Linked DNA regions of Mus musculus: region 1 is linked to region 2. Evidence: chromatin contacts called from public Hi-C data. All regions are on one chromosome and are shown on one strand. The core of a region is the stretch at or near the end of the contact, and the rest is flanking DNA. Distances in the headings are between cores, read along the strand shown. Region 1 holds the start of Plcl2 (phospholipase C-like 2). Region 2 has its middle 83 kb from the start of Gm52302.

Region 1 (3,928 bases), core at 248-2,747, 560 kb after region 2:
TGGTAACGAGGGCAAGGTCTCTAAGTTCTGTCCCAGGGGACTCTCAGGTACTCCTGGCCCAGGGAAAGTGCCTTTCCAGAAGATGAAATACAGTGAGAGAAAAACTGGGAAGCCAGAACCAGGCATGAAACTGGACCTCAGGGTGGCTGGGTTGGGGAGGTGGGTGGAGCCTCTGGTACCACACAGTGCACTCGTCCTGCTCTTCTGCCAATGGCTCTGCCAGGCTACACAGTGGCCCTGCGTTCTTCCTTGGCTCCAGGAATGGAGGTTTAAGGAAAGTATTTGCATATGAGAGCGACATGTTAATCATTGATTTTTGATCCTGTCCCAAACGATGGTCCTGATTTGGATGGTACCCACTAGGGGTTGAACAAGCAAGTCTCTCTAGTGTCAGGTTTAGGAAAGACACAGACTACAATGATAAACCTCCGTGGGACAACCCAGAGGCACCAAATAAACTCTGCGGAGGTCTTCTGTCTCTCAACGCCTGCCAGCCATGCCATCCCTACCCCAGATCCTGGCAACCTGTCGTGCTCATTGAGTTTAGCAGCCCAAGGACACGCAAGAGGATTGGTTTCTGTATGGGAAATGGGTTTGCTCCACTGAGGAAGCCCAGGGGGAGCAGGGTGGGAAGGGAGCGGGTTCCGAATGAAGGGCTGGAGCTGGACGCGAGGTGCAGCGGCCAAGACCACAGCCCCAGGACCCTCAGCTCGCCCGCGGCCTGCGGGTTCGCTGTCCCCCTCGGGATGCCTTCAGGTGACTGACAGCTGGCTGTGGCGTGCGCCTCGCTGAGCCGGCCTAGGAGAGCGACCACAACCGCAACGCCCGTGCCCGGAGCCCGGACGGGTCCCCTCGGCCTGTAGGGGGCAGCGCGAAGCCCGGGAGGCGATGGCCGCGGGTAAGTGGCGGTGGGCCCGGGGGCCATCAGAAGCCGCCCTGGGCCTCGGCTGAGCCCTGAAGGTGTGGGGGGGGGGGGGGAGACTGACGGGCCTGGGCGGAGCCGGGAACCCCGGAGCCCCGCGCGCCGCGCCTCCGCGTGTCGCCAGCGCCGCGGAGTGGGCGCACGTGTCCCTCGCGCCCCGCCGCCGCGAGCTCGTCGGTGAGCGCGGGGCCGGAGGGGACGCGGCGCTCGTCGGTGAGCGCGGGGCCGGAGGGGACGCGGCGCGCGGCGGTGGGCGCTGGCGCGCGCGCGTTATTTTTGGCGCCCGCAGCGGCGCGTGTGCCGGGGCGTGTTTTCCTTCCCCAGGTGCCGGCAGCGGGGGCGCCGCCGCCCAAGCTGACTCCTCTCTCCTCTCTCTCTCCCCGACCCCGGCAGGACCCCAGAGGTAATTCCGCCTGCACGACGTCCTTCGCGCCGGAGGCGAGCTCGCTGCACGCGCCACATCCCAACCAAAAAGAGAAAGAAAAAAAAAAAAAAGAAAAAAAAAGAAAAGAAAAAGCGGAAGAAGCGGCCGAGGCGGCGGCGGCGGCGAGGAGGAGGGGCCGCGCGCAGCGGCCCGAGGCGGCGGCGGCGGGGACGCGGGGACGCGGCTTTGTGCAGGCGGGTCGTGGGGCGCCCATGGCGGAGTGTGGCCGGGGCGCCGCAGGAGGGGCCCTGCCCACCTCCCCGAGCCCGGCCCTAGGCGCCAAGGGCGCCCTGAAAGCCGGAGCCGGGGAAGGCGGAGGTGGTGGCGGGGGAGGTCGCCTCGGCCACGGGCGGGCGCGCTATGACAGCGGCGGGGTTTCCAACGGAGACTGCAGCCTCGGCGTGTCCGGGGACGAAGCCCGGACCAGCCCTGGCAGGGGACCTCTAGGCGTGGCGCTCGCGCGGACCCCTAGCCCAGCTGCCGGTCCGGTCCCCAGGGACAGCAAACCGGGCGGCCTGCCCCGCCGGAGCAGCATCATCAAGGTAAGTAGGAGACCCGCGCGCGTCCTTGGGCTCGCTTTCCCCGCCCCGGAGAAGCTGTGGCGGAAGGAGGCGATGCAAAATGAGCCCACTGCGAAGGGGAAGCCAGGGTGTAGGGGTGTTTGGAGTGCTGGAGCAGGGATTGGAAAGCTGATGGCATTGGGAAAGAATGGAGAGGTGATCTGAGTGTGCAGGAGTGCTGTGCTCTGACATCCCCAGAGCAACTTGGGGCTGTCACCTCTCTCCAGATTGACTTGGAATTAAATGGCCTTGTACCTGCCTGGGTAGGACAGGCTTTTCAGAGGCAGCTTAGCATGGTGGCACACTCCCTGTAAGGTTTCTATTGTATTTTAAAGGACAGGGATCATGTGAAAATATTTTCTCAAAACCCCAGGCAATGAACATATATTATTTAATAGATTTCTTCTAATCTACTGGGTAATTGGTTGCCCCTTGCAAGTGATTGTATTTGGGGAATGTAAATACCTCTCCTTCAGTTACTCGGAGAAAGGGAACATAAACACAGATTTCCTCTTTTTTAGCCTCAAAAGCTCTGAGAGAATACAGTTCCGCACAATTTAATTCTTTCCTAGCTGCTATAAGCAGGCCTCTCCAAATTAGCAAGTTTCTTTGGAATGGTTTTTGCTTGTTTTTGTTTTTGTTTGTTTTGTTTTTCATGGTGCTATTTAGAAAGCCACCAGTTGTTTTGTGAATTTTAAATTTCAAGAGGTGACATTAAGAGTTTATGGTGGCTTCCTTCAAACATTGCAGTGTAGTTGCAACATAAAAATATTTCTTGTGACTCGAAGTGAAAAGAGAAAGTTGATAAGCTACGAAAAGTAGAACCTTGAGCCAGATCAGCCCATTTGGCTTGTTCAAATATGGAGCAAATATGGAATGTTGCTTTTTGAGACATGAAGGAGTTTTTAGGACAGGCCAGTGAGTACTGTCTGGTGCTAACTCATCCTGTTTGTGGCTGACAACCCTTAGGAGACAGGTCAGAATGTGCCAACAGCACAGAGTTGACACTGGTGGTATTTGAAATTCAGAAATGCTCAAGTACTGTGAAGGTGCCTCTGGGTTATCATCATCTGCAGCCATCTAGTGTAACAGACCACTTTGGTGCTGTGTAAGAGGCTGTTGTGAAACTGCATCTAGCCTTGTCATCTGCTTGCTCAGGTTTTGTGTGGACAGGGCACAGTTGAAGGGCTTAAAGATCAAGTGCATTGCCTGTCTCTAAAGATCAAGTGTATGGTCTAACTTTTAAACCAAGAAAAGCGGTGTCCGTTTTTTCCTGCTTGTGTAGCTCTTAGTGATGGATATATCTTCTCCTTCTAGTATGTGGTTTGTTTCCAGGAAAGTTGTCTTCGAGTATATATGATTATTGATCCTATTTGCAGAGCTATGCAACATTCCTGTTTTTATTGGTTAAATATTTGTGGTGAATTTGCATTGTGATATTAATAACACCTTATGTGAAAGTTTTAGATAATATACCGGTTTATGTAATTTTAACAACCTTTCCCCTCAAGGATTTTTTTTGGTGGCCAGTTTTCACATTTAAAAGGCCATGCTTCACAGAGAAGGACAGTAACAGCAGTAGGGTTGTTCCCTGTGACAGTTGTGAGAGCCAGGAAAGAAGTGCGGCTTGCCTATTTGTGACTTACAGAGTCAAGACTGACCATTCCTGTAAAGGCACATGGAAAAAATGGTGAATTTTTCAGAAATAACAAGTTGAGGAATGGTGGTGCTGCTTACTTTGAACTCTGAGTTTCAAAGTTATGTTTCATCTTTCTCTATTCCTCAACGAAGCCAATTAACTTTTTATCCACCATTACATCCCTAGATGCACAGGGCTAGAGGCTCATAGTAGGTGCTCAATAAATTACTTACTGTTGGGTCCGAGGAACGATAAGGAAGTATGTGTTTTCTCTAACTTTTGTTAGTTTCTGAAACAGGTGGTTTTAGATTTACCAGTCATATCTTGGTATCTTGTACCACATAAGACAGCTTGACATATTCCCCTTTCTGGTCATTATGTTC
Region 2 (3,480 bases), core at 636-3,135:
TGATACACCCTCTTGTATGTCAGACCAGGGATGGTTTTTATTGGGGCTATTAAGCTTTCCAGGTGGTTTGAAAGGAGGAGAAAAACTTTACTCTTGTTAGCCAGGTTCTTCCATGAGCATTTCATTTATCCCTCTCAGCTGTTCAATGAGGCTTTGTGTGTGTATGTGTGTGTGTGTGTTTATGTATGTTGTATGTATATAGATGTGTGTTGTGTGTAGTTGTATGAATGTGTGTTGTGTGTGTTATATGTGTGTTGTATGTTTAAGTATTGTGTTTATGTGTGTTTTTATGTGTGTTTGTGTATGTGTTATATGTATGTGTGAAGGTCTGTGTGTTGTATGTGTGTTTATATGTGTGCTATGTGTGAGCGTTGTGGGTATGTGTGTGTTGTATGTATGTGGTGTATACATGGTGTGTGCCTAGGTGTGTGTGGTGTATATGTACATATGTTGCACGTATGTGTATGTATGCATATGTGTGTGTTGTACGTGTGCTGTGTGTGTATGTTGTGTGTGCATGTTGTGTGTATGTGTGTGTTGTATGCATATGTGTGTTGTGTGTATTGTGCATATGTGTATTGTGTGTACTGTGGATATGTGTGCATTGTGTGTGTTATATGTTGTTTGTATGTAGTCTGTATGTATGTTGTGTTTGTGTTGTATGTATGTGTATATTGTGTGTGGTATATGTATGTGTGTGGTAAGTATATGTTTGTGTGTATTGTGTGTTGTGTATCTGTGTATGTGTGATAATGTATGTGTGAGTTATGTGTGTGTTGTGTGTTACCCAAGATTAAACAACAGGATAATATATCATACCTGAGCCGTTTCACTGATTGCAAGACGAAAGCTGTGTGTGGTACTGTGCACCTCTGAGGTTTTCTTACCAGGCACAGTGGTCTGTTGCTTCCTTGATTTGTCTAAAATGGCAGGCGCCATGACTGCTCTGCAGCTCTGTGCTACCTCAGGACTTTCTTGCTCTTTGGGGCATGAATCTTTCCTTCTCTCCCCGGTGGCTCAGGCCCTATCTAACTACAGGCAGGCAGTAGGGCTCTGACTCCGGAGATATCCTGTGCTACCCGCTTCTGCCATCTGTCTCTGCAGCTACCGCTCTACCAGAATCCTAGACTTCAGTTTTCTAAACACACTCCCCAGTTCAACCTCGGCAGCCTTTTTAAAATGTAGATATGGTACTGGAGAGATGCTCAGTGGCTAAGAACACTTGCTGCTCTTGTATAAGACCTAAGTCCAGTGCCCATGTTGAGTGGCTCACAACAGCCCAGGACTCTAGCTCCAGGGGGTCCAAAGCCCCCTTCCAGCCCTCAAGTGTGAAAACCTCCACAAATACACATACACAATTAAAAATAAAAGAAAAATCTTTTTTAAAAAGTATACTATCTGAAGCCCTTGAACATACAAAAGCAGGTAGTGATTTTTTTATTTAAAATTGTTATTACATGTATGTATTTACTGGGAGAGAGGATAGCACATGATATATGTATGCAGTTAAGAGGCCATCTCGCCTGCCTATGTCGCTGTTTCCAATACTTTAGTTCAAGGACTGTCCCTGCGCTGCGGCTTGAAAGGCAGCACTGGTAGTTTTAGTTTTTAAATGACTTTTGCCAGGAGGTGGCGCTCTTGCTCACGATTACTGTTAACACAATTAGGTCTTAGAATTTGAAAAAGAGCAGCTTTTGAGAATTGACTTTTCTTTGTTTTCTAGTTGAGTTGAGAAACAGGCCATTTACACAGCACGGTCTCTAAAGACTTATTCTACTGTAAAAACGTTTACTCTAGCAGTAGGTGTCTAAAACGTTAAGCGGAACAATGTCCACCCGCTACTATTCACAGACTGAATTTAACAGGGTTCAGGTCCCAAGTCACATAATTGTATCATTCTAGCTTTTGGCTGCGCGGAACCATAAGGCGAATCACCGTGGTCAGACAGCAAGGGGCCGTGGGTGGCAGAATGCGAATGTGGAGGGTGTTTCGGGAGATGGCTAACAGCCAAGGAGGAACAGTCGGAAAGGAGCCGGCCACGTGTGGGGAAGGGTTCATGGGGAGGAATAACTGAAAGAGGATTTGCTTAGAGGACTGATTATAAGGAGACTCCCTTCAGTGTGGCGCTAGGGCTCAAACCCGGGGCTCTGTGTGTGTGCACGTGCTTGAAAACAAACATTCTTTCACGGAGCCGCAGCACGCTCTCAATTCCAAATGAGCTTTTTCTTGTGCAAGTGAGACTTGGTTGGCCTTTTCGGCTTCCTGTCATTGTCCTCACCCATTGTCTCTGCCTTTGCAGGAACTTGGTGAGAATTTCAGTACATGGAAAAACTCTCCCTAATCCAGCTGGTGTGTATCCAGAGGTCTTGTGTACTGCTGGGACCAAAATATTGTATTAGACAGCTGTATGCTGAAGAATGCCCAGAATAAATAAGTTCTTCCCCCCTCCTCCCTCTCCCTCTCTCTCTCTCTCTCTCTCTCTCTCTCTCTGATTAACATGCTATTTTCGGTGAAGCAAATCTGATAGAGAAAAATGCATAAGTTTTGCATGAGCTTGAAGGAGACCTTCCTGACTGGAGGGGAAATAGCCAGTAATGCGTTCATTCTCAAGGTTGCCACAACATATCAGTAAGAAACGAGTCTTTTATCTAAAGGCTACTTTGACCAGTTCTTACTTGTCTCACCACCTTAGTGATATGTTTATTGTTTGTCTTCTCCTGCCTATTAGGATCTAAGTTACCTGACGCTCTCTTCATACACGGCCACCAAAGCTGTCATGCTTGCTTCATGCCAAGCCGTTCCTACATGTTATCGCATGGCAAGCTAAATTAACAAAGCTTCATTAATTGGACGGACTAGTCTCCTAGCACTAAATATACTTCAATGAAATGCTTAAGAAGCGCACATTCTATTCTTAGAGTTCGCATAAAGGGAACAGACCAAGATAATATAACATATTAAATGTGGAAGTTTAGGGGTCTGCAAGATGACTCAGGAGCTAAGACTGCTGGTCACCAAGCCTGAAGACCTGTGTTTGAGCCCTGGAACACATATGGCAGAAGGACCTCTAACCTCTACTCACACACCAGGCTGCAAGCACAGAACACACATATGCACATTTAACACAGAGATGGAAAAATAACCCACATAATTTAAAAAAGAATTAGGTGTATGGGTGTTTTGGGGGCACATGTCTCTGTGCACCTCTTGTGTGTTTGACGCCTGCAGAGGCCAAGAGAGCATATTGGATTTCTGGAACTGGAGTTATTGATGGTTGTGAGCTGCCATGTGGGTGCTGGGAATTGGACTCCAGTTCTCTGGAAAAGCAGCCAGAGTGCTATTAACAACTGAGCCATCTCTCCAGTCCCAGAAAAAAAAAAAATTTTTCTTGAAAAGCTGTGGATTTTTTTTTTTTTTTTTAGCAAAGAAGTATTTAAAAACTGGCACAAGAAAATGATACAAGAACAAAAAATGTTTAGC

What was found. A called contact is a pair of places that touch in the nucleus more often than the background predicts.
Region 1: a contact with region 2 is called in a Hi-C map of the N1E-115 cell line, with 7 times the contacts expected there. The contact joins the promoter of Plcl2 here to the enhancer-like site in region 2. A contact is called at or near these places in 9 of 39 promoter capture datasets (the C10 cell line, the HPC-7 cell line, HPC-7-derived erythroid cells and 5 more), 6 of 484 Hi-C or Micro-C datasets (B cells, the N1E-115 cell line, cerebral cortex and 2 more), 7 of 115 datasets of contacts at active chromatin or transcription factors (T-cell acute lymphoblastic leukemia, acute myeloid leukemia, astrocytes and 4 more) and 2 of 9 other capture datasets (liver and macrophages).

The regions. Positions count from the first base shown.
Region 1 is chr17:50,508,050-50,511,977 of GRCm38.p6, forward strand. Plcl2 (phospholipase C-like 2) reads left to right here and starts at 1,498. Exons shown (of 6, transcript NM_013880.3): 1 at 1,498-1,888. The coding sequence starts at 1,559.
Region 2 is chr17:49,950,071-49,953,550 of GRCm38.p6, forward strand. No RefSeq gene overlaps it. Among named protein-coding and RNA genes, the nearest start is that of Gm52302, 83 kb to the right of the region's middle. Within about 2 kb of position 1,886, at least 35 of the 459 cell types and tissues checked have an H3K27ac peak or open chromatin away from gene starts, as enhancers often do. A contact at or near this core is called in B cells, the N1E-115 cell line and embryonic forebrain, where this site is marked.